Linked DNA regions of Mus musculus: regions 2, 3, 4 and 5 are each linked to region 1. A link is a contact called in public Micro-C and promoter capture Hi-C data. All regions are on one chromosome and are shown on one strand. Each heading gives the region's core, a stretch centred on a gene start, on an enhancer-like site or on the middle of the called end of the contact. The rest is flanking DNA. Distances are from core to core; before and after follow the strand shown. Region 1 holds the start of Fis1 (fission, mitochondrial 1). Region 2 holds the start of Pom121 (nuclear pore membrane protein 121). Region 3 holds the start of Hip1 (huntingtin interacting protein 1). Region 4 holds the start of Rhbdd2 (rhomboid domain containing 2). Region 5 has its middle 17 kb from the start of Ssc4d.

What was found. Promoter capture Hi-C pulls out the DNA fragments that hold promoters and counts their contacts. Hi-C and Micro-C count contacts between places; a contact is called where the count stands out from the background. Capture Hi-C pulls out chosen DNA fragments and counts their contacts.
Region 2: a contact with region 1 is called in a promoter capture Hi-C map of pre-B cells. The contact joins the promoter of Pom121 here to the promoter of Fis1 in region 1. A contact is called at or near these places in 2 of 39 promoter capture datasets (liver and pre-B cells) and 1 of 484 Hi-C or Micro-C datasets (B cells).
Region 3: a contact with region 1 is called in a promoter capture Hi-C map of pre-B cells, with 4 times the contacts expected there. The contact joins the promoter of Hip1 here to the promoter of Fis1 in region 1. A contact is called at or near these places in 1 of 39 promoter capture datasets (pre-B cells) and 1 of 484 Hi-C or Micro-C datasets (B cells).
Region 4: a promoter capture Hi-C map of liver shows a contact between it and region 1, with 2.6 times the contacts expected there. The contact joins the promoter of Rhbdd2 here to the promoter of Fis1 in region 1. A contact is called at or near these places in 3 of 39 promoter capture datasets (the C10 cell line, liver and pre-B cells), 1 of 115 datasets of contacts at active chromatin or transcription factors (kidney) and 1 of 9 other capture datasets (liver).
Region 5: a Micro-C map of embryonic stem cells shows a contact between it and region 1, with 3 times the contacts expected there. The contact joins the enhancer-like site here to the promoter of Fis1 in region 1. A contact is called at or near these places in 3 of 484 Hi-C or Micro-C datasets (B cells and embryonic stem cells), 3 of 115 datasets of contacts at active chromatin or transcription factors (embryonic stem cells and large pre-B cells) and 1 of 9 other capture datasets (adipose tissue).

Annotation. Positions count from the first base shown.
Region 1 is chr5:136,959,495-136,964,647 of GRCm38.p6, reverse strand. Fis1 (fission, mitochondrial 1) reads right to left here and starts at 2,571. Exons shown (of 5, transcript NM_025562.3): 1 at 2,420-2,571; 2 at 1,517-1,649. The coding sequence starts at 2,464.
Region 2 is chr5:135,391,870-135,397,022 of GRCm38.p6, reverse strand. It overlaps Pom121 (nuclear pore membrane protein 121), which reads left to right and starts at 2,477. Exons shown (of 13, transcript NM_148932.2): 1 at 2,477-3,086; 2 at 4,498-4,713. The coding sequence starts at 2,518.
Region 3 is chr5:135,542,950-135,548,102 of GRCm38.p6, reverse strand. It overlaps Hip1 (huntingtin interacting protein 1), which reads left to right and starts at 2,981. Exons shown (of 31, transcript NM_146001.2): 1 at 2,981-3,166. The coding sequence starts at 3,047.
Region 4 is chr5:135,629,634-135,634,786 of GRCm38.p6, reverse strand. It overlaps Rhbdd2 (rhomboid domain containing 2), which reads right to left and starts at 2,133. Exons shown (of 4, transcript NM_146002.2): 1 at 1,869-2,133. The coding sequence starts at 2,046.
Region 5 is chr5:135,954,852-135,960,004 of GRCm38.p6, reverse strand. No RefSeq gene overlaps it. Among named protein-coding and RNA genes, the nearest start is that of Ssc4d, 17 kb to the left of the region's middle. Within about 2 kb of position 2,279, at least 388 of the 459 cell types and tissues checked have an H3K27ac peak or open chromatin away from gene starts, as enhancers often do. A contact at or near this core is called in B cells, adipose tissue and embryonic stem cells, where this site is marked.

The DNA.
Region 1 (5,153 bases), core at 1,322-3,821:
AGGGTTTCTCTGTGTAGCCCTGGCTGTCCTACAACCCACTCTATAGACCAGGCTGGCCTCAAACTCAGAGATCCTCCTACTTCTGCTACTCCTCCTACTACTGGGATTAAAGGTGTGAATCACCACTCTAGGCCCACAACCTGCCCCCCTTTCCTATAACTCATCTTCCCTGAGTGACCCTTGTCTGACTTGTTTTTCATTTCATTCTGTGTGTGTGTATCCCCGTAGGACGGTATTAAGATAGGCACTCACTATGCCGCCCGGGCTTGTTTCAAACTCCCCATCAGGCTGCCCCAGCCTCTCTAGCGCTGGAGTTCCGTGGTGCGGCAGCCACCACTTCGGCACTAAATAGCTGTGCAGTGCTACAGTCTCCTCAGGGTCTGCACTGTGTCTCCAAACAGGACTCAAATGCTGACACCACTCCCACTGCTGTGCTCTACTGTAAAAGAAACCTAAAAGTCCAAACTGATCAAAGTAGGGGGACAGTATTTGCTTTTAGAGACCCCAGAGCTGGCGGCACCCCTGAACTCGCAGCACTGAGGTAGCTGAAGCAGGACGCACAGGTTAGAGGTCCTGTGTCAAAGTCAACTGACTAATGATACAGCAGTCTTCTGTTCCCAGCGTCGTCCCTTGACAGCCTCTGGGACTATGCCAACACAGCCCCCAGACTTCAAAGTGCACAGACGGCAGGCCCGTCTATAAAATTAAACGGTGTTTGCATAGAATGCACCTATAGTCCCCAAAGATGCAGTGTTCTTTGAGTCAGGGAGCTCATGTAGCCCAGGCTGACCTCAAATTTGGTCAGGATGTGCTGACTCTGGCCTTGAACTTCTGACCTTCCTGCCTCTATCTCCACAGTCAATGTTCGACTACTGAACTATGTTCCTGTGTCTTCACCTTTGTAGTGCTGGGGTCACACAGCCTTGATACCACTAGCCCCTCAGATATTCTAAATCTCTAGAATTTTCCAAATGACTGTTATCCAATACAACGTAAACACTATATTAACGGCAATTAGTAACTATACCAGAAGTGTTTTGTGTACACTGTGTGTGTGCACATGGAAGCATGGAGGTCAGAGGACGGCCAGTGCTTTCACACTCCACAGCATCCCCTAAAGAAAGGGTCTCCAACTGAACCTGGGCTAAGATGGCAACAAGCCATCTCTAGCTGATTCCAGCTTACTCTCTATACAGACTCGGATGGCCACACTCAGCTGCTGCTGTGGGTGCTGGGGATTTGAACCCAGGTCTTCATGCCTGGACAGGATGCACTGAGTCTCCCCAGCCTGAGAGCATTTTTTCCTACAGCATTTTCCATCTGAATGACTGTTCAGATGCTGGGGACGTAGAGAATCAATCTAGCCCTTTCTCCAAGTGAAGTTACTGGTGGTTACTGAATGACAAATGTGCTGTAAGGTGAGGGTTCTGTGTTGGAAAGGGTCCTGGAGGGGTGAGGTCAAGCACAGTAGAGGTCAGGCTGGCTGGCGGCTGGAAAGTGGGGCCCAGCGCCTTACCCTCCAGCAGCACGATGCCTCTGCGGATGTCCTCATTGTATTTGCTTCGAACCAGGCACCAGGCATATTCAAATTGCGTGCTCTTGGACACAGAACCAGCTGCCTGCTCAGACTGAAATTTCCTTTCAAAATTCTGTCATTAGAGAGAAGAGTGACCATTTAGCAACAAAGAGCAGCAATCATTCTCCAGCTAACTTGATGTCTGAATCCCAGTTAGATCATATTTTCCTCCCTGCCGCCTTTCCCTTGTAGATCTTGGTACCCCGAAGCTTCTGTCATCTCCACCCCTGGGTCCCATGCTGTGTCCTCCCCTTCGGAAGGTCCGTGAACCCAGCCCCTAGTGGTACCAAGAGGAGATGCCACCTGGTGGCAGCTGGAGGCACTGCTCCCAAACCAGCTGACCCCAAGTGTCTGAAGAGTAAACATACTGTCCCAGAGCTAAACGACCTCCTACATGGCCTTTCCCTTGAGGCCGCTGGTCCCGTCCCACCCTACTCTTTTGGGCCTGGATCTGCCTTACTTTAATTCTAGGAGAGGAAAGAAAACACAGCTACAAGGATGCGGTGAAAATAGCACCGTGAGGAACTAAACACTAGCGAAAATTTACACCAGTGACTATACTACTCCATCCCTGCACACGAGTACCCCAAATTCCCAGCTCTGCATCACACTAAGACCCCAGGCCTAGGTCTGAGTTGCTGAAACCCGGGAAGCTACAATTCCCGTCAGGCCTAGGGACACGAAGCCGATTCCCACAAGAAGCAGGATGCCGCAGAGGCTGCTGGGAGCCGTAGTTCAGCTTGCCAAGAAAGACGAAACCGGCACTGGTTAGCCTCAGTCAGCTCTCCTCAGGAACTGCCCTTTCCAATTCTGCCCTTCTCCTTCCTCCGTCCCAGACCTTACCTTCAGATCCTCCACAGACACCAGCTCGTTCAGCACGGCCTCCATGGCCGCCGCCCCTGAAAGCCTCACACTAAGGTCTCTACTGGGCCACAGTCTCCATGGTCCAGTAGCAGGGGCGGAGAGGCACTTCCGGCATCGACCTGTGGAGGCCCCGCCCCTTCCTCCTTTGCCTTGGGGCGGGCGGGGGCACTAGTGCCTACGCTGGGATACTTTGCTCTCTTTGGACTCCCCTGATGTCCTAGATCCTCCCTGCATCACATTATCCTAGGAACCAGTGTAAGAACCCCTCACTCTAGGACCCTGGATTATCTTCAATGTTTGCAATAAAATCCTAATGAGTACCAGGGGCCGGAGGGTCTCAGTGTAGTCTCTCACAAAGAGATGCTCAGTCTCTCATAAAGCAAGAGGAATTGGTAGCTATACCCTCTCCATGCTCCACGCACTCCCCCACCTCCCCCCTCCGAAAACTTGGGTCACATGACCATAGTGGACAGCCATTCTTAATAGGATTCTGAAGAAAACCCAGGAAACACAGTCCAGGGTTAAAGGCCCATGGATGGCTCTCATGTTCTGTTGCCAGACCCCACATAGCTCACAACTGCCTGGGTTCCAGCTATAAGGGGAAAACTTGGGTCACATGATCCGCCTGCCTCTGCCTCCTGATTGCTGGGATTAAAGGCACACACCACCACCCAGCTCAGCCTGCTCTCTTATAGAACCCAGGACCATTAGCCCAGGGATGGTACCACCCACAATGGACTGGGTCCTCCCCCAGTTATGTAAATGCCTTGGAGCCAGATCTCATGGAGGCATTTTTCTCAATTGAGGGGCCCTCCTTTGAGAGAGCTCTAGTTTGGGTGTCAAGCTGACAGAGGACTAGCCAGCACACTCGCTGTCCCTTGCCCTATGATTCTGAAACCTCCAGTAATCACAGGCACTCTGCATGTGCCTGCCGTCTTTGCTATTCAGAACATCTATCTTCTAGCCCTGCCGTTGCTTATTGGTTGATTCATTCATTTTTGATTGAGCATTTCCTAAGTGTCGGTCACTATTTAAGTACAGGGATTGGCACTGAGAAAAAGAAAACTCCTATCCTTATGCATCTAATGTGGGGAGGGGGAATGGTCATGCAGGCTTTCATCCTAGCGCTTGGGAGGTGGAGGCAGGAAGAGGAGGAAGTTTAAGATCATCCTTGGCTTAGCAAGTTGGAGTCCAGCCTGGGGTAGGAACTCTTCTTGGGAGCCAGACAATCCAAGGCTTTCTCAGAGGCCTGGGTGAAAGGGCAAAAGGAATGTCAGCTCTGTGTCACTGTCCACAGGCAGACTTGGCAAGGTCTGAGGCTGGGGCCTGGGCCTCACAGGAGTGAGGGTTGCAGTTTGTCGGGATCCTACTCTCTTCCTGGCCTATGGCTATTCGTCCTTAGATAGACGTGTATGTCTGAGGTATCCTGTGTTCTCGTTGCCAACGTTGTCTAATTTAGCTACTTTGGGCCATTCTCCCCCTACAAATAGCACATAAGATGCTGTATTTTGGGCTGGAGAGATGGCTCAGCGGTTAAGAGCATTGACTGCTCTTACAGGGGTCCTGAGTTCAATTCCCAGCAACCACATGGTGGCTCACAACCATCTGTAATGGGATCCGATGCCCTCTTCTGGTGAGTCTGAAGACAGTGACAGTATACTTATACTTACATGCATAAAATAAATAAACAAATCTTTAAAAATAAATAAACAAACAAATGAACCAACAAAAACCCTGATCCCTTAAGATGATACACCTTAGACCTCAGAAGAGCGTGTTGGATCCCCCCACCCCACCCCACCCCCGCCCTGGAGCTGGAGTTACAGGTAGTCATGAGCTACCTGACATGGTGTTTTAGGGTTTCTATTACCACGGAGAGACATCATGATCCTGGCAACTCTTTGCTTGTTTGTTTGTTTGCCCTTCCAGAAGCCCTGGGCTCAGTTCCCAGTTCTGTCAGGTGGTTCACCACCTCCCAGAACTCCAGTGTTGGGGATCGGGTGCCTTTGGCCTCTGTGGGCACCTGACATGTACACAGAAGCACATACATTTGTACATACAAAGTAGATCTTTTTAAAAATGAAAAGCAAACAAAACCGCAAACATTGTGGCAAAGTGACAGATATATAAAATTTGGCCTCTGACCCACGGTCCCCAGGATCCCTGTTTTTTTTTTTTTTAATTTTTAATTTATTTATTATATGTAAGTACACTGTACGTGTCTTCAGACACTCCAGAAGAGGGAGTCAGATCTCGTTACAGATGGTTGTGAGCCACCATGTGGTTGCTGGGATTTGAACTCCAGACCTTCGGAAGAGCAATTGGGTGCTCTTACCCGCTGAGCCATCTCACCAGCCCGGTTTTGGTTTTTTTAACACGGGGTTTTCACTATGTAGCCCTGGCTGAAATGGCCTCTGTGGCTCAGAATAACTTTAAACTCATACAAATCAACTGCTTCTGCCTCCAAATGCTGGAATTAAAGGTGTGAGCTACCACACCCAGTTAGGATCCCTGACGGAGGTCGCAGGGGCGCTGTAGTTCTGAATGCCTTGCATCTTCCTGAGGAATGGGAGCGACTTAATTCTCACTAACTGGGCCCTGGGTGGTTTTCAGGATGGAGGCTGGTCACAGGAGAATCCAGTCCAGATGAAAAGCTTGGAACTTTGTGTCTAACCCACCCCTCCTTCACTAGGGAAGGGAGAGGGCTGGAGAG
Region 2 (5,153 bases), core at 1,228-3,727, 1.6 Mb after region 1:
CGCACACACACAAACACACGCACGCAGACACAGGCATACACACACACACACACACACACACACACACACACACTTATAATCCATCCATCCTCAGGACAACCTGCCCAAAGGTGGCACCTCTCACGTCGGTCTGGGCCTTCTTCCACCTTAATCATTAGCCAAGAAAATACCCTGCGGGCAACCTGATGGAGGCATTTTCTCAGTTGAGGTTTCTTCCCAGACATGCCTAGGTTTGTGTCAGGTGGACAAACCCCAACCTAGTGAGCATCTCTCCAACCTTCCTTTGGGGAGAAGGGTGAGGCAGGGTGTCCTGTAACCCAGGTTGTCCTGGCCTTGCCCTGTTCATTCTCCTGCCTCTACTTCCTAAATAGGAGCATTCAGTTCTGTTCACTCCCTCTCTGTAGGGAAATGGGGGGGGGGGGAGACTGAAGGAGTAGGCTGGGATTCCCAGCAGACTTGACTCACTTTGCCGTTTTGTTAACAATTTTCTTAAAAAAAAAAAAAAAAAGATTTATTTACTTATGTGAGCACATTGTTGCTGTCTCCAGACACACCAGAAGAGGTCATCAGATCCCATTGCATATGGTTGTGAGCTACTACCATGTGGATGCTGGGAACTGAACTCAGGACCTCTAGAAAAGCAGTCAGTGCTCTTAACCTCTGAGCCATCTCTCTAGCCCTAACTACGATTTTCAAAGGACAAGTACAAGCGTCGGGTAGCCTGGTCGTGTGTCCTTTAGGCAGTGCTTCAGTGAGACCATAAGGCCAGTGGTTCTCAACTTGTGGGTACTGACCCCTCCACCCCAAGACCATCGAGAAAACATCATCTACACTACAAATCATAACGGTAGCAAAATTACACTTAGGAGGTAGCTTTATAGTTTGGGGGTTGGGGGATGTCACCACAACATAAAGAACTGAATAAAACGGTTAAAGCATTAGGAAGGTTGAGAACCACTGCATAAAACCAAGGTGGACAGATAAGGCTGTGTGTGTTTGTGCTTTAATGGATAAGCCTGGGACTGCCCTCTAGTGGCCGATACACAACAAACCCCTACTGGATTACACCTCAGAAACTAAGAATGGCACTGAGCAGGACCACCCTGTTTCTTAACTATCACCAGTGCCCACTGTACTCACTGTCATTTACCAGTTCAGCTAGTTTTATTAACAATATGCATCGTCTCTAAACTCTAATCCCTGCCTCTCCCCGCTTCTCCCTCATCCATCTAGCCTTCCCTCCCCAAGTCTAGTCTTATCTTACTCTTGATTGTGGAGGAATAGCTCTCAGTCTATCATCCTCAAAAAAAGAAGAAACAAACAAAAGGAGGAACGGAGGGAAGGATGGAAAGGGGGGAAATATGGACTGGGAAGATGGTTCCATTGGTACAGGGCTTGCTGAGCAAGCTTGCTTGAGCACAGTAGGAGCCCCTGTAATCCCAAGCACTGAGGTAGGCACAAAAAGATTTTGGGTCTTTTTGGCCAGCCAGCCTAGCCAGGTTGGTGAGCTCTGGGTTTAGTGAGAGACCCTGTGTCAAAGAATAATGTGCAGTGTAATTGAGAAAGACTTGCTGGGCGGTGGTGGTGCACGCCTTTAATCCCAGCACTTGGGAGGCAGAGGCAGGTGGATTTCTGAGTTCCAGGCCAGCCTGGTCTACAGAGTGAGTTCCAGGACAGCCAGGTCTATACAGAGAAACCCTGTCTCGAGAAACAACAACAAAGAAAAGAAAAAAAGGAGATTGAAAGACACTTGCCGTTGACCCTCAACCTCCACGCAAGTGTAAGATGTGATGGTGTGAATGTAATCCCAGCATACATTCAAGCAAAACACACATTTTAAAAAATTATTTTGAGACAGGGTCTCACTGTGTTGCTCCAGCAGGCCTGGAACTGACCTCGCTGCGATAAACAGTGAGCCTCCACACAGGGCCTGATTGGCCTTTTCCAATACAGGGTCTGACTGATCGGGTTTTATTTTGTTTTAGACGGGGAGGGTCTCACTAAGTAGCCCAGGTTGACTTAGAACTCGGGATCCTCCTGCCTTCACCTCCCAAATGCCGGGATTACAGGCGCGTGCCACCCATCTCCGTTCTGTGCCTTGATTTCTAACATCACTCCTCTGCAGTCCAGGAGCGTCAGGGAAACCTCCAGCGTCAAAAACCGGGCTGTACTTTTCTTCTTTTCTTTCTTTCTTTTTTTTTTTTTTTAAGTTTTGCTGTTTTGAGACAGGCTTTATGTCTCCATGTCGCGCTGGAACTGTCTTTGTGAACCAGGCTGGACTCAAACTCACGGAACTCCTCTTGCCTCCGCCTCCCGCGTTCTGAGAGGCAAGGCGTGCACCGATCCGCCTACCTAAGCTGTAATTTTTCAAACTAGGGCTCTCGCGCCGTGCTCCGCACGCGGCGGCGGTTTCCCCTTTCCACCCGGCGCGCCGCGTCGACGACAGTGACGTCGGCGGCGGCGCGCGGCGCGGTGTACCCTGGGATATTTAAGTCCGCTCCGCGGCGCGGAGCCGCGATGTCTCCGGCGGCTGCGGCGGCTGACGGAGGCGAGCGGCGGCGGCCCCCGTTGGGCGGACGGGAAGGCCGGAGCCGGGCCCGCGGCTACGGAGGACCGGCGGGTGCTGCGGCCCTCGGCCTAGCGCTGCTCGGCCTCGCGCTCTACCTGGTGCCCGCGGCGGCCGCGCTGGCCTGGCTGGCCGTGGGGGCGAGCGCGGCCTGGTGGGGCCTGAGCCGAGAACCCCGCGGCCCGAGGGCCCTGTCGTCCTTCGTGCGCGACGCGCGCCGTCACCCGCGGCCAGCTCTCACCGCTTCACCGCCTCCGGCCAAGTCACCAGTCAACGGTAGCCTCTGCGAACCCCGCAGCCCGCTGGGAGGCCCCGACCCGGCTGAGCTCTTACTCATGGGCAGCTACCTGGGCAAGCCCGGCCCGCCCGAGCCTGCCCTCCGGCAGGACCCAAGGGAGAGGCCGGGGCGCCGCCCACCCGCACGCTCCCCGCCTCCGGCCTCGGCGGTCCAGCGAGTCCACCACGTCTACCCCGCGCTCCCCACCCCGCTTTTGCGACCCTCCCGGAGGCCGCCCCACCGGTAAGCCCCGGCGATCTTCCCAGGGTGGGGTCTCTGCGGCCGCGGATTTGACGTAGGGCTCAACCTGTAAATCGGATTTAACTCACCTCCCCTTTTTCTTTTCTTTGCCTTTTCCCTTTCTTTTTATCTCTACGCCCTTCCCTCCCTTTTCCCATTACTCTCTTTTCTCTTTATTTTTTTTCTTTTTCTTTTTTTTTTTTTTTAAGAGAGGGTATTTGATGGCATAGGCTGTCTAATCTCAACCCCGTTCTTTGGCTGAGCCTGTCCTTGAACTCATCCTCCTGCCTCGTCTTCTGAGCGAGTTCACTGATAGGATTACAGGTTTGCACCAGGTTGTATGCTGTGCTGGGATAGAACCCACAGCTTCAGTCATAGCAGGCAAGCTTGCCCTCTACCTATTCCCCAGCCTTTGGGTTTTTGTTCCCCCCCCCCCCCCCCCCGGAGACAGGATCTCATGTATCTGAGCTGTCCCTTGAACTCATGAGGGTGACTTTGGATTGCTGACCCTCCTGCCTTCACCTACTAAATGCTGGGATTACCGGTGTGCTCCACTACACTCAACCCGGATTCTGGATAAAAGCATTTTTTTCTTTTTAAATTGCATATTCACAGGGAGATGAGAGGATAGCTTGCTGGAGTCCTTTTTCTCTTTCCACGTGAATTTGAGGTTGATCTTGGGTCTCCAGCTTGGCAGCAAGCTCCTTCACAAGACGTTTCACTGGCCTTGATAAGTCTGCTTAGTTGAGGTGGTGAATACCTGTTAATGTTTGGTTTTTGCTGTGTATTGGTGGTTAGTTGGGGGAAAGGAAAAAAAAAAAAACTATTCCTACACATCCCAACTGCATGTGCTTTTCTTCTGAAGTACCCATGTGGGCAAGGTTTCCAGTTTCCCTCTTAATTTGATGAAGTCTGTGGTAGAGACAGCCATTAAGCAACTGATATTTTCTGCCTTTGGATGAAATGGGAGAAATGTGCCAAAAAATGCTACGTTCTCTGCTGCTTAGAGAAATTTAAAGTCTGAGCTGTTAGTGTCATAGAGTGCTTTGTCCAGCATGCACACACCCCTAGTTTCTGCTACCAGCACTGTCTAACAGAAAAATAAGAGGTTGAAAGAAGTGTTAATGCCTCTTGTTTCTGCAGTCAGTTGAATTTGGTGTTCTTTTAAGACTGTGGTTCCAGACTGGAGAGATGACACAGTGGTTACTAGCACTGGCTGCTTGCTCTTCCAGAGGTCCTGAGTTCAATTCCCAGCAACCACTTGGTGGCTCATAACCATCTGTAATGGGATCCGATGCCCTCTTCTGGTGTGTCTGAAGACAGCTACAGTGTACTCATATAAATAAAATAAATTAAAAAAAAACAAAAACAAAAACTGTGGTTCCATCAAGTGTCTGTCTCCTGTTCTCCACAGAGATTGTGGGCCTTTGTCCAGTCGGTTTGTTATAACACCCCGAAGACGATATCCCATTCAGCAAGCCCAGTATTCCTTGCTTGGGGCACTTCCAACCGTCTGCTGGAATGGTGGCCATAAGAAGGCTGTGCTGTCTCCACGGAACTCCAGGATGGTGTGCAGCCCAGTGACAGTGAGGATTGCCCCTCCAGACAGCAAGCTATTCCGCTCATCAATGTGAGTACCTGTGTGTGTGTGTGTGTGTGTGTGTGTGTGTTTGTGTATACAAACTTGTGTGTGCAAGTAACCTTCTGTACCTGTGTGGACACCACCAGAAGAAGGCCTCAGGACTCTATTGCTCTCGCTTTTTTTCCTTTCAGGCCAGAGTCTCGCTGACCCTGGGGATCATGTTTGGGTCTAGCTGTTGAAGCCCCAGCTGGCCTTTTTCCCTTGGAGCTGTGTCTCTAGGGGTATGCAGGATGCCAGAGCCATTTCTCCAGTGTGCAAGCGTGCAGGCATGCACACATTCATAGACCAGGCTGGCCTAAAATTGCCTGAGTAGCTCAAGCTGTCTGGAAACTCAGGATGATCCTCCTGCTTCTCACTGTTGGGATTAAAGGCTCACGCCACCATGCCTGACCTGTAGTCATGGTAGTTTCTACACATAGATGAGCCAA
Region 3 (5,153 bases), core at 1,732-4,231, 1.4 Mb after region 1:
AGAAGAGAGATGGGCTGGAGAGATGGGCTCAGCAGTTATGAGGACCCAAGTTTGGTAGAGGGTGGCTCACAACCATCTACAACTCCAAGGAATCTGACACCCCATCTGGCTTCTGCAGGCACCTCCACACATATCACACACACACACACCACCACCACCCCCAACACACATATCACACACACACATACCACCCCAACACACAGTGCCAAAACACACTACACATTCCTTCCCCCTAGAACGCAATTTATAGATCATCCCCTTAAATAAATACAGTCTCCGGCTAATCCTCCTATCACTCTGGACCTGTGAAGCCCCTCTTCCCACATCCCCTTGGCACAAGCTTACTCACATGACTCCTTAAGAGGCAGAGCTTTCTCCTCTTCTGTTCTAGAGTCTCCCCAGCTGTCCTGGCTAGTTTTATGTCAACCTGACACAAGCTAGGGTCATCTGAAAGGAGGGAACCTCGATTGAGAAAATGCAACTTCTCCAGAAGATTCAACTGTAGGGTATTAATTAGTGACTGATGGCAGGGAGGGCCCAGCCCATTGTGGATGGGGCTACTTGTCCCAGTGTCTACTGAAAAGCAGGCTGAGCAGACAGTGAGGAGCAAGCCACTCAGGCCTCTGCATCAGCTCCTGCCTCCAGGCTTCTGTCCCTTTTGAGTTCCTGCCCTGACTTCCTTCACTGATGGACTACAATGTGGAAGTGTAAGCTAAATAAACCCTCTCCTCCCCAGCTTGCTTTTGGTCATGGTGTTTTATCACAGCAATAGGAGCCCTAACTAAGATTCTAATCTACTTTTGCTCCTACTCCCTCGGACCACTTTCATCTAGGCTTTGTAACTTGGTGCCCACAATGCCACTGTGCCCAGCAAAAGCCTTCTTGGTGCTTGCAAATGCTCACTCCTCTTTTATGCCTCTATCAAATGTGAACTTTCACCCAGGCTTTAATTTAGAAAAAGTCATTGGCCGCTTCGAATTAAACTCCTCTTCTGATGATGGCACAGTAGTGAAAGCCATTGCCGAGCAAGGGTGTGTGTGCACATCGCCACAGTCGGGACCCTAGGCCAGCTGGTTTGTGTGGCCCGCCTAGAAATTCCAGCCTCTGAAGTGGGAGACAGAGACTCTTCAGAGCCAACAGGCTAGTGTGGCTAGCCATATCAACAAACCCTGAGTTCCATGAGACCCTAAGTCAATGCGAGATTCAAGAGTGATGATGACCCCTGACATCGGCCTCAGATCTCCATGTGCACAGGTGCACGAATGTGCTTGCACACGGTGCGACACACCTGCAAACCGCATCTCTTTCAGTGTGGGAGGCTGGGGGGAGGGTGTCTGTGGGTAGTCTGTATACAGGTATATGCCTGTAATCCTAGCATTCAAGAGGCTGAGGCAGGATTTCTGGGAGTTCAAAGCCAATCTCAACTTTTTAGTGAAATATTATCTTTGTGCATGTAGGTGTGCATGTGTGTGCAGTACTGGCTGTCCTGGAACTCACTCTATAGACAAGGCTGGCCTTGAACTCAGAGATCCATCTGCCTCTGCCTCTTGAGTGCTGAGACTAAGGCTGTGGACCATCACCACCCGTCTTGAAACACTGTTTTTAAAGAGCATCCCTGGTGTGACCACTCAGTGGGTAGGTTGCTACACTAAGCCTATCACTCAAGTCAGATCCTGGGGTCCACACGGTAGAGAACAGAATCTAATTTGCTTTCTGACCTCCACAGAGTGCTGCCGTATGAACACAGTCCCACACATACACACAGGTACAAAATGTGTGTAAAACGTTAAAGGAAAGTCAAGCCTAGAGGCCCACGCCTATAATCCTAACAGTTGAATGGAAGAGGCAAGAGGCTCAGGGATTCAAGGGACTCAGCGACATAGTGAGTTTGATATTGTCATTAATTAAAACATTGCCTAGTACAAGTGAGACTTGTACTGGCTTCTATTGCAGAGCTAGATGGATAGCACCATCAAATTGCTTAATGCTTAACGGTGCCACTAGTTCTGTTAGTGAAGAACCTGTAACTTTTTTCTTTGCTGAGGAGCACTTCCCAGTCTGTAGGTGCTCCCAGAACAGGATGGGAGGAGTGGACCCTACCATAGTTGAACAAAGAGCATCTGTTGGGGTTTCTACCGAGATAAGGTGAGAACGAAGCAAAGTTTGGAAAGCTCTGGGGAGATCCTCGCAATCACAGGCCAGTATTTGGGGACCCTCCAGAACGGTCCTCCAGAACGGGCAGAAAGGAATGCACGAGGAGGGGACTTCGAGGACCACTAAGGCCGCCATCGCGGGTCCACACTGACGCAGAGTTCCCCAGCAAGCCGGTGAAGCATGGTGTGCAGCCATGCTTCCCTTGATCTGCCTTTCCATCCCCTCGGGAACTCGTGGCGCCGGCTGGACCGCAGGTCCTACTGCTCAGAAACCCGCAGCAGAGAAGGGCCCAGGAGGTGGCGCTTCGAAGTAGGGTGGAGTCAGCAAGGGCTGGTCTGTGGCAGCCAGGCCCCACCCACTAGCATGACGGACAAGCCTTCAGAGCAATCATAGTGCTTTTATGGTCCTGGGGGGTGGGAACAAAGGAAGAGTGACGGATGTAGGGTGGAGCCAACAAGAAAAGGTTAGGGCAGCCCATCAAGCCAGCCTGTTGACAGATAAGTCTTCAGACCAATGACAGTGCATGTAGAGGCCTGGAAGGCGGTGCATCGATTATGGGGCGGAGCCTAGGGGGCAGGTTAGGACAGCAGCCCACCAGGTCCTGCCCACTAATGATAATGGACAAACCTTCAGACCAGTCATAGTATGCGGACCGCCCTGAGGCGGGCAGCGGGTGAAGTGAGCGGAGCGCCTCCGAAGTGGGAAGAGGGGTGTGGGGAAAAGCCTCTTGGAAACATGGGGTGGGTTCTGAGGGAGATGGACAGCGCTGTCAACCAATGGAAGACGGAATCTGTCCCCGTTAGCGCCGGATCCCCGCGGGTAGGGAGGGGCGGGAGGCTCCGCGGGGATCCCGGGGCGGCCGAGGGCCCCTGACTCTGTTCACCCAGACAACATGGACCGAATGGCCAGCTCCATGAAGCAGGTATCCAACCCGCTGCCCAAAGTGTTGAGCCGCCGCGGAGTTGGTGCTGGGATGGAGGCTGCGGAGCGCGAGAGCTTCGAGCGGACTCAGGTGAGATTCGAGAACCCTGGGGCATCCCTGGGGCACTTGGAGTGATGCAGGGTGCAAGAGAGGCTTGGAAGGGAGTGGGACTTGCAGACTCGGGAAGGAATTAGGCAAGGTGGCTGCGATCGGAATCATTTTGGGGTAGGGAACTAGGCGGGTCCCAGGGAGGTTCGGGATCTACCTGGGCATCTCCACTGGCATAGGGGTCGGGGTGCACTCTGGGGAACTGCAGATTCCTGCGGCTGAGGGGACGGTCTCAGTGAGCACCATCAGGGGTCACAAGGGAGGCTAAAGGGAGTTGAAAGGGGACTGACGGAAGGGTGCTCCTGGATAGGGGAAGCACTTGGAAGTCGCTTGGTTTTTGCCAAGTGTGGGAACGCCAAGGTGGGGGTGTGAAGGGTGGCTCTGGTCGCCTTACTTTAGTATTGACTCTCCCTACACTTCCCAGCATCTCGCTCAACGGTGCCTCTAACTTGGCTCTCAGCAGCCCCAGCTGTTGGCCTCAGAGGCTGGGCCAAAGGGGTCTGAGTGATGGGAAGGACCGTAAGAAATGTGAAGTGTGGTCCAACTTGTAAAATGGCCCGGGGGTTTGGAGGAACGGGGACGCGCAGCCTGGGGTAGGAATTGAGGCGCTTGGATTGTCAGAGCTTTGCGTGCCGGCATAAGCTGTCCAGTGATACTCAGACTCCTGATTTGAGGTTTTGCTTTCACCCTCCAAAATATGCCTGACAGCTAATAAGCAGACCGCCTGCCTTATTTGTCTGGTCTGACCAGGGCAGATGGCCAAAATTCCACCGCAGTTATCAACAAAAAGCCACTATCCAGTTTTACCTCAGGCTTTTATGCATGCTGTATTGATCGGACTGAATCAAGTTGTGAGGCTCGGGGTGTGTAGTCATCAGTTCATCTGTATGTAAAATCTGTTTCTGAGAGTACAACTCCTCGGATCCCACTGCGGATGCCGGGCCGGTAGATTTCTTCTACTCTGGCTCTCCGAGTTCTACTTTGAAGATCTGAGTTGACTTCAGCCAGAGGCAGGTCCCCTGTCGTGTTCTGTGAGTAGGAAAGATGGAAGAGATAGGGAGGGCCTGTGTGTTCTATAAATGGACCTTGCTCGGAAGAAAGCCTTTTCACCCCAGGGGACTTTACACCACCTCTTGTTTCTGAGACCCCTGGGTCCACTTCTTGTGTCTGAGGGGGGAAATGGGGTAGTTGTACCCCGGGAGGGGAAAGAGAGACCACCGTCCACTTACCTCTCAATGTCTATAGAGTTTGGAGCTTTTTAAATTTCTCAGATCTTTTGAACCTTGGGCGTTGTTGCCAAAAAAAAGAAAAAAAGAAAAAAAAGTTTTCATATCCCCCCCCAACCTCTTTTATTTTTAAACTGAAAGAAGAAAATAAACTGGAGCTATTTTATAGCATCCGACTTAAAACTGAGGCAATAAGTTAGACATAAAAGTTTGAGCTTACGGCCAGCGGAGGTGGCTAAGGGGTAAAGGCTCCTGCCAACCAGTCTGGCCACCTGAGTTTCATCCCAGGAAGGGAACCAACTTGTCCAAGTTGTCTGCTGACCTCCATACTCAAGCCGTGCCATGAATACCCCTCCATATACATACACCCAAAATCACTTTTAAAATGTTTTTTTTTTTTTTTTTTTTTTTTTTTTTTTAGTTTGAACTTAATACAGAGTGATAGAATTGAGGCACTTGAATGTTTCCAGCCATAAGTAACATTTTTCCTAGTTGCCCAACAGGAAGACTGGTAGGCAGTGTCTAGTTTTACCTTCTGTAGAACACTTGTTATGAGCCGTGTGTATGTGTGTGTGTGTGTGTGTGTGTGTGTGTGTGTGTGTGTGTGTGAGAGAGAGAGAGAGAGAGAGAGAGAGCACTGAGATATTCTATAGCAGAGCTTTTCAGTTGTGGAAGTCTCCCCCCAGCCCCCTTTTTTTCTTTTTGGTTTTTCAAGACAGGGTTTTTCTAAGTAACAGTCCTGG
Region 4 (5,153 bases), core at 884-3,383, 1.3 Mb after region 1:
GTAGCCCAGACCAGCTGCGAACTCACAATCTTCCTGCCTCAGCCTTTTGAGTGCTGGGACTACAAGTGTCTGCCATATTTGGTTTATACTCTTCCCCCCAATACAAGTAATGGCTAACATACATACTTTACATTTTTATATGTCTTTATTTGTGGGTATATGGGAGTACATGATCAGAGAAAAACCTTCAGAAGTTCTACCACGTAGGTCCCCAGTTCTCACGATTGGTAGCAAGGTACTTACAGGGCTCTAATTTCTTTTCTTTCTTTCTTTCTTTCTTTTTTTTTTTTTTTTGAGACAGAGTCTTATTATATAGCCCTGGTTGTCCTGGAACTCCCTATGGAGACCAAGCTGGGCTCACTCTCAGAGACCCGCCTGCCTCCGCCTGCCTAGTGCTGGCATTAAAGGTACTGTTTCTCTGCCTGTTCATGGAGCCCATGCTCAGACAAATATGGTTAAGTGAGCATGGTGATGGGTGATGTATGTCTGTGTTCTAGTACTCAGAAGGGTGAGGCAGGAGGATCATGGCTCTGAGGCTACCCTGGACTACATAATGAAGCCTGGCCATACTGGTGTAAATAAATAGCAAGCCCCTTTGTTTCAAAGTAAACAAAACGAAAACAAAAAAACAAAACCAACAAAAACAAACAAAACAACAAAAACAAAAAACAAAAACCCAGAAAGAAAAAGAGTGCGTGCCTGTCTACACTGGCATTTAGCTGACTGTAAGTGCTACATGTATCCAAAAAAGGGGGAAAAGAAAATTTCAGCTTTAAGCAGGAAACCATTACATCCTATCAGAATATCTCCAGAAGTTTGGTTATTTGCTGGATATGTCCCAAATTGAAATTTTACTGGTAAATATGAAAAAATTCTACATACAACTCTCTAAGATTTAGGTAGCTGACGAGATGGCTCAACAGGCTGAGGTAGGTCCTGCCAATCCCAAAGACCCGAGTTTGATTCCCAGGACCCACATGGGGGAAGAAGAGAAAGACTCCGGTCAGGTTGTCCTCTGACTTTCACAAGAGTGCACACAAGCATATAAATAATGTGTCACATATGTATACCTCTATCTAAAGATGTGGAGATTATATACCCAAAGCCCTAGTTTTAAATCACCATACTAAAAACAAAGTGCGGGGCTCCTATCTCAATATTATGATGTGTTAGCTCTGCGAATCTCTGTATTCAACCTCAATTTCTGGTAAACAGGCAATTTAATATGGCCTGTCATGAAATCACAGCGAGGATTACATGAAATGAACGCGCAGGCCTCTGTTAACGTTAGAAGCAACAGGGATTTCCCAGGAAAGAATGAGGAAGAAACAAAGACTAAGAATCCTGTCTTTTACAAAGGGATGATTACCAGACTTAATTAGTTTGAGAAATTTCTCTCCTCTGAGAAAACAAACACTTTACCAGCTCCTTCTGTGAGCTGGGATTAGGAGTCAGGATTAAGGTAAAGACGCAGCAGAAAATTCTAGAGTCAAGAGGAAAAGCCATCCATTGGGTTGACAGTAGACAATTGTCACGATAAAGGTGAGAAACGTTTGGTTTGTTCCTGTGGGGCTCGGGCCGTCAGCAGATGGGGTTTGTGTTTATAAAACGTGAATGGCTTAGGAAGTGTGTTCACCCTCGAGATCAAAGAATGAATGGATCTGGGGTAACATGGAAGGGGGCGATTGTGGGTAGAGAAGGAGTTGGCGGAAATGATCCGGCTTTGGACAAGACATGCTGGAGCTCCAAGTGGGGAGAATGGTGGTGGGCACGGAGGTCTGGGGTTGGCTGGCAGTGAGGCTGGAGATCAGGGACCGGGGAGTCTGCGGGCTGAGGAAGCGCGCCATCCCCGCCCCGCCTCTTCTCACCTTGCCAGTTGCGCAGGGCCTCGGAGCGCAGAGACAGCCCCGAGGGCGCCAGAGGCGGCTGCAGCAGGAACAGGCGGGGGCCCGACACCAGCAGCGAGAGCAGGGCGGTGAAGAATGTGGCGGAGGGCACCTCGGGACACGAGCACCAGAAGCGACTCGCGGGGCCCGGGGCCGCCATGGCCGCGAGCCCTTCCAGCGTGCGGCCTCGGTACTCCCCGCCTCCCTCCTCAATTTCCGCCTCCTTGCGGCGGTCTCCCCTGGCAACAGCGGAAGACTGGCCTCTCCTCAAGCACCGCCCCATGGGGGGGTGGGGGTGGGGGAAGGCCCAATCCCGTGGAGTCCTCCGCTCTTACCCGCCCAAAGGAGGCCGGGAGTTGTAGTTCCAGCTTACCTACGGGTGTTGTGCGGGCTGCCGCCTCAGGAGTATTCTTGCCTAGACCTCAGCTTCCTTCTTCTTGATTTTTAATTAAAAACAAACAAACAAACAAACAAACAAACAAGCAAAACCAAAAAAACATTTGATTACATCTGTTTGAGTGTGAGAGAGGGGCATGTGCGTGCAACGCGCGTGGAGGGTAGATGAAAACTTAAGGTTGAGTTTATCATCTCCTTCCACCTCTGGGTCCTGGGAATAGAACTTGGGTAATCAGGCTTGGCAGCAGTGCCTTTACCCACTGAGTCATCTCTTTAGCCCTTTTTATTTTTCTTTTTTTCTTTTCTTTTTTTTTTTAGATTTTATTTGCGTTTGGCTCAGTGAGAGAAGGTGTGGAGGTGCACACACAAACACCTTTACTCTCAGCCATCTCAAAGGCTCCCTTTAAAAATTTTAATCAACCTATATTTATTATACCAAGTAATGGTTTCATTATGGCATTTTCTTACATGTGTATAATGTACTTTGATCATATTTTATCGGGGCTCCATTACCCCCTCTTGCCTTCCCATCTTAGTTTCTCTTTTGCTTCCATGTTTCTTTTCTTTTCTCTTCTTTCCTTCTTTCTTCCTTCCTTTCTTTCTTTCTTTCTTTCTTTCTTTCTTTCTTTCTTTCTTTCTTTCTTTTTAAATTTTTGCGACCCAGTGAGTTTCATTAAAGTCGCTTTCAGGAGCAAATGTCTCTCCTCCCAACAGCCATTAACTACTAGTAGATCCTCATTGAGGGAGAGGGGTCTTGAAAAACATTTCTTCCTCTTGCTTTTGGCTTTTACACAAATTTGACTCTGAACTCTGGGTCTCCATCTCCAGAAAGCAGGGATTTTAGATGTGCACCACCTCCCTCAGTTTATGCAGTAATGAGGCTCGAACCCAGGGACTCCAGCATGCTACCAACTGAACTATGCTTTCAGCCGGGTCCTTCTCACTGTAATGGTATGACGTCGTGAGGACCACGGAGCCCTATTCTCCCACAGACTTGTGTTTGTCTCTGTCCTGCCAAAGAGGAAACTGAGTCTATGGGGATCCCTGAGGGATACAGTTCAATAGCAAAGAAAGAATTAAAACTTGGTTCTTCCTGCCTGAATTGGCCAAGAAGACAGAGCCAGCACTTTCTGGAGCTGGACTGGAGATAAAGTAAGAGGAGGCGGGGAAGGAGACAATTGAAGGGACACTAGAGCTACTATACATGCGCTATGAGCGTACGCCATGACGCTTTTGCTAAACTTTGCTTTAGCCTTTTGCAGTTTGAAAAGCGCTTCCTGCAGAGCAAAGCTATTTCTGGTGAACAGCTAGAGTATCCTTTGTGAGCTACAAGTGCTTTAGCAGGTGAGGTAGCTTCCCGACCAAGTCGCGGGTGAGAAGAGTCAGGAAATTGAATCCCAGTTTGCTGGGTCCCAGGGGGCGACATCAAGATATTCCTTTTTCAATATGTTCAGTTTTGGCAGTACTGGGCAGCCTACAGCCTAGTGCATGAAAGGTTAAGAGGTCTATCACTGAACTACAGCCCCATTCCTCCTCCCCAATATTTATGTATGCATTATATACATATATACGGTATATACATATACTTTTGAAAAATAATCAGATGTAATCAAGAAACCATCCATTTGATAAGCCCATTGAATCCACCATCCCAAGAAAAAAACTAATAGCTTTGCTTGCATAACACCTACCACTAGGGGGCAGCAGGGGTTATAGACACCTGATAGAAATAATGAGAGAATTTTAAACAGTGGGGAGGAATACAGGGAGATACACAGCTTGGGACCTGAGTTTGACCCCATGGATCCACGTGATGGATGGAGAGAGCTAGAGAGCCGACTTCTGTAATCTGTCCTCTGACCTCCAGGAAAGTGCCCACATAGATACAAAGACACACATGACAGAATATCCTAAAAGAGGAGGTCTGGATAGAAATATCTCTCAGCACAAACCACAGCTCTTGTTTCTAAGAGTTTATTCTTGAGCTAAATCTAGAAATGGTTTCATCACGTTTCATCCCTTGTAGGTCTTCGGGATCAAACTTAGATCAGCAAGCTTGGCAGCAAGCGCCTTTATACCCTGGAGGAGCCCCCCCCCCCCCCCCCAGTGTTAATCCTGTGTTCTCTGCTTACTCTTCTGATGCATGTTCACGGTCTGCTATTTACAGTCACGGTGCCAGGAAGAAAGCCTTGAAGGGAAGTCTATTCATGTTATCCTTGCATTATTCAACAAAACAGCTTGCTTCCACACAGAGGCCAGTAGAACCCCATGCTAAGGTTGAGACAGTAAAAGAGGCAGAGGCAGTGTGAAGAGAGATAGGCCAGCTATCTCACTCTATTTGGCTTCAATGAGACATCTGCTGACCCCAGGCCTTCTGGTCCCTAATCTAAGGACCCCCACAAGGCAGGTGTCACCTACTGCAAAGCTTGTGGGAGCTATATTCCTTACTTTCATTTTATTCCGTCTATTTGTTTGGTTCTTCCAAACAGGGTTTCTCTTTACAGACTTTGCCGTCCTGGAATTATCTAGACTAGGCTGGTCTCAAACTTACAGAGATCTGCCTGCTTCTGCCTTCCGAGTGCTGGGATTAAAGGTGTGTGCCACCACCACCACCACCACCAGGCTGTTCCTTACTTTTCTTGATGCTATGACAGTAACACCTTAAGGAAGGAAGGAAGGGAGGGAGGGAGGAAGGAAGGAAGGAAGGAAGGAAGGAAGGAAGGAAGGAAGGAAGGGGTTTGTTTCCTCTCACGGAGTGAGGTCATAGCCCACAGGGAAGGGGTGAAGTGGAATTGAAGAAAAGCTGTGGAAGGGACACAGACACAATTCCTTTCAATAGGGGCAATTAGCATGAGAAGGATGCAGAGGGGT
Region 5 (5,153 bases), core at 1,030-3,529, 1.0 Mb after region 1:
CACACACACACAAATCTAGATCCAGGAAAGGAGAGGCAGTAGGGCACGATGGTGCATGTTTGTAATGCCGGTGCTCGGGGTGCCGAAGAAGGGCGTTCTGCGGGTGGGGTGGGGTTCCAGGCCAGCCAGAGCTGCAGAGTGAGAGAAGCTGACTGAATAGGCCCAGAAAATAAAATGGCAGAAAAACGGAAAAAAACAAAACAAAACAACCCTCCTCTGGTCAACCTGTGATATTCCCTCTTTAAAGGGATCACAGGAATGAAGATCAGGAGTTCAAAGCTATCCTCAACTACATAACCATTCAAGGCCAGCTTAGACTACTAGATACCTGGGGGTAGGGGTTGCTGGGAGACCCTGCCTGAATTAGTGGTGGCAAAGATCTGTAATTCAGCACGTACATGCTTAAGCAGGTGGATTAGGAGTTTAAAGCAGCCTGAACTTCTAGAAAGGCCACACTACCCTCTCCACTTTCTCTGCCTATGAATTTCTATATTAGTTTTGTTTGCTTTTTGTTTTAGTTTTTCAAGACAGGTTGGTTTTGTTTGTTTGTTTGCTGTATAGCCCCGGCTTTCCTGTAACCCAGTCTATAGACCATGCTAATCTTAAATTCAGAGGTCTGCCTGCCTCTGCCTCCTGAGAGCTGGCATCCATTTTCATGTGTGAGTTGTTATATTTTGTTCTCATTCATTGCTGCCCTCTTTATGCCTTTGCTGTTCTCTGATGCTTCCTTTAGACTCCATTCCTGCTTGCTTGGGTTGGTTTGATTGCTTTGTTTTGCTGTGGTAGGACTGGGGATTAAACCTAGGCTGGTGAGATGGCTCAGTGGTTAAGAGCACAGACTGCTCTTCCAAAGGTCCTAAGTTTAAATCCCAGCAACCACATGGTGGCTCACAACCATCCATAACAACAATCTGATGCCCTCTTCTGGAGTGTCTGAAGACAGCTACAGTGTGCTTACATATAATAAATAAATAAATATTTAAAAACAAAAAAACAAAACCCACCTAGGACCTAAATCATGGAAGGCAAGTACTCGACCACTGAGCCACAGCTACAAACTCCAATTCTGGTTCCCTACCCCCCACCCCCACCCCGCAAAGATTTATTACTGAGTGTGCCTGTGTGTAGTGATGGTGATGATGATGATACAGGGCGTCCAGTTCTATCACACGCAGATCCCCTGGGTGCAGGCTTTCTCCTCAAATGCTGAGTTAGGCTAAAGGATAGCAAGCTCCGGAAGTCATCCAGTCTCTGCCCTCCGTAGTACCAGAGTTATAGGCATTCCTGGCCACTCAGGTTTTACTCCTGGGTGCTGGAATCCCCACTTGGGTCCCCAACTTTGTACAATGATTGCTCTTACCCACTGAAACACCTCTGCATCTGTGTATAAATGTTTTCATACATGGCTGAATGTTGCCCACGTGTATACCCTGTGTTCACCACAGTCACAAAGCGTTGGAGCCCCTGGTAGTGGAGTTATGATGGTTGTAAACCACACCACGTGGGTGCTGGGAACTGAGCTCAGGGGCTCTGCAAGAGCAAGTGCCCTAACTGCTGGGCCAGCTCTCTAGGCCCCTCTTACTTTAAAAAAAAAAAAGGCTAATGCATGCATGTTTGAGTACATGTGTGGTACATGTCACAGGAATTCTTTCCTTCCATGCGGGTACCAGATTCTTGATACCTGCTGAGCCATCACGCCAGCTTGGCCCCTCATCATCTATACCATCGTCCGGACCCTATGTCCTGGTCTCTACGTTCCTGAGGATGACTTTAAGTTCTGGTGAGTTTTTCGAAGTGCAGCAGGCTAGCCTCCCTTGTGTATTTGTTGTCACACCTGCCTGACAACTCGAATGGGAGCCAAACCTTGAGGATTGATGGATTAGCAAAAAGAGAAGAGGGGAAAAAAAAAAAAAAAAAAAAAACGAGGCAACTGGGATTGACTTCCTGTAAGGTCAAACTCCAAACTTCCAGGGTCTTCCCACTCAGGCACTGCTCCGGGAAGTGTTCTTAACCACTGTGCAAACGGAGGAAACAAAAGATCAGTGAAAGGTCCAGGGTTTTTCTGGGTCATCAAAACAAAACAAAACCAACAGAGTCCAGGTGTTGGGATTCCCACTGGAGCCCCGTAAGCCTCGACGGCCGGGGCGGACAGGGTAGGACGTGACGTAGCCCTGCCCTTCCGGGCCCCAATAACTCACGCCTTCCTGCTGAGTCACCGCAGGAGCTCAGAGGAGAGCCCGCCCTGGGTCGGAACTGAAGCCACGCCTCTATCTTACTGAAGGATTTTGATTGGGTAGCTTTGAAACTGGTTCAGCCAGTCGCAGCAAACGGAAGGTTGCTGGTTAGGTGGGGCAGGGGCGGGGCCACGCTCTTCGAGACCTTTCCATGCCTCGGGGCGGGTCTTTTTTTTTTTTTTGTGCAGAGTTCTAGGTTTGGTCTGACAAAGGAATTGAGTCCCCGGTACAGCCCATACAAGGGAAGGAAGGTCAACCATTCCCAAGACACTGTAGTTTAGGCGACATTTTCAGTCCCCGCGGACCTTTGCGGATTACAAAGAGTATTTACCAACAACAACCTCTGCGCCACAAGGCTGCTTCTCTCCTCACCACCCCACCCCCTCACCCCTTTTAAAAATGCTTTAGTCAAGGTCTCATGCAGTTCAGGGTGGCTTGCCAAAGGTGACTTTGAGTTTTTTTAATTTTATTTCTTCCTCTGCCCACCCAACTGGGGTTACAGGTGCGTGCCACCCCTGCTCATTTATGCAATTCTGAGGAACCCAGGACTTCACTTACGCTAGGCAAACGCTCGACCAACTGAGCTATATCCTAAAGCTACTGATATTTTCATAAAAGACCATTTGGTTGGTTTTGTTTTTTTCGAAACAGTTTTTCTGTATGACGCTGGCTGCCCTGGATGGAACTCAGTCTGTAGACCAGGCAGGCCTCAAACTCAAAGACCTGCTTGCTGAGATGAAAGGCATGCGACGCTTTCACAGAGGACATTTAACCCACAAAGGACTGTTGAAATTGTAAAACCGGTTCACAATAAAACCAGAATTGGAATAGGGTGTGGTGGCACTATGGGGTAAAAAACATCTAAAATAAATCAAGATTAAGGAGGCTGGTGTGTAACTCAGCTGGTAGAGCTCTGTCCAAGCATTCAGAAAGTCCAAGGTTCAGTCCCCAACTCAGTTTGGGTCAGCGAAAGGGTTCCACAGGTAAAGGTGAGGCCATGTGGCCACACACACACACAATTAAAATGTCTTTTTTTTTTTTTAAATCAGCAACTACAAAAAGAAAATAGATTTCTAAAAAGGGAAGAAAACAAACCTCAGTGTGGTGGCTGTCACATGCCTAAAGTCCCAGGGGTGGAGACAGATGGTCACCCTCAATTATACAGCTAATCCAAGGCCAGCCTATGCTACATAAGACATGGTCTCAAAAACAAACCAATTAAAGAATTGGAAAAGGTTCCCCACCTCTGGCAAACATGAACAATAAACTGAGGGGTGTTGTGGTTGTGGTTTTGTTTTGAAACAAGACAATGTAGCCTATGCTGCCCTGAAATGTGTTGTGTAGCCAGAAATGAACGCAGACTTCTGAACTCCCTTGCCTCAGAGACAGGATCTCACACTTCAGTCCAGGCTGACCTCAAGCAGTTTCCACCCCCATCATCTTCCCAGTGGCTGGTTTTATAGATGTGAGCTACCTCAGGTGGGTTAGACTGAGGATTTTAACACAGCCTGCTGTACCACAGCAAATTCTATGTGTAGCATCACCCTGACCGAGTGTCTGTCGTCTTAAGATTGGCCCTGCCAGCCAGGCATGGTGGCACATGCCTTTAATCCCAGCACTTGGTAGGCAGAGGCAGGCAGATTTCTGAATTCGAGGCCAGCCTGGTCTACAGAGTGAGTTCCAGGACAGCCAGAGCTATACAGAGAAACCCTGTCTCGAGAAAAAAAAAAAAAAAGAAACAAAAAAAAAAAAAAAAGATTGGCCCTGCCAGACCAGAGCAAGTTTGACATAACTCAATCTGGGCAGATGGAGAAACATGCAGAGAGCCAGGATTGACCTGCCCCACTGTGAGCTACAGAGCAATAGGGACTTGAGTCTTTTGCACTGTCATTGGCTTCCTTTTCGCTGGATAGGAAGGCCTGATGAAGAAGCTGTAGTCAACGAGGCACCTGCTGTCTGCCACCATAGTCAATTTTCTGTCTCAAGATCCCTGCATGAGTTAGACAAGTCTGGGTCCCTGCGAGGTTAGCAGCAGTCAGCTCAGGGAACCCTTTTCATGGGATAGATAGCTTATTCCATCCACGTGGCCATTCACTTGGAAAGTCAAAGTTGCCTCTACCTTAAAAAAACCAGGTCCAGGCTTGGTGGTGCACGCCTTTACTCCCAGCATTCAAGAGGCAGAGGCAGGTGAATTTCTTAGTTCGAGGCCAGCCTGTTCTACAGTGTGAGCTCCAGGACAGCCAGGGCTACACAGAGAAACCCTGTCTCAAAAACAAAACAAAACAAAACAAAAACAGTGCCTTGGGCCAGTGATGAAGCTCACAGGTAAAAGTAATTGCTTGAAACAGCCTGACAACCTGACTTCAATTCTCCAAATTACCTAAAAGTAGGCAAGAACTGGCCTTTTTAGAAAGTTATCCTCTAAGTTCTTCATGCACACGTTTGCACGCACTCACACTCGCATCCATGCATACACTAAAATCAAATGGGAAATACCAGTACTTTGGAGGCAGAGGCAAGTGGATCACTATTGAGTTCCAAGCCACAGCTACATAGTGAAGCCCTTTCTGGGGGAGTGGGGGGAGGGAGGACCAGAAAACCTGGCCTGGGATGTAGCCCAGTTGGTAAAGTGCTTGCCTAGCATGCATGAGGCCCTGAGTTTGATTCCTAGCCCTGCATAAACTGTGTGTGGTAGCAGACACCTGTAATCAGAGCATGTAGCAGGTAGACTCAGGAGGATTCTCCTATAGAGCAAGTTCAAGGCTAACCTGGGCTTCATAAGACCCTGTCTCAAATAAACAAAATAAAGCCCTAGGAAGATGAATTCCTCATGTCTGCTAGGTAACTTTCTGTTACCAAGAGAAAACAAGATTAATTACTTTTTTTTTTTTTTTTTTTTTTTTTTTTGGTTTTTTCGAG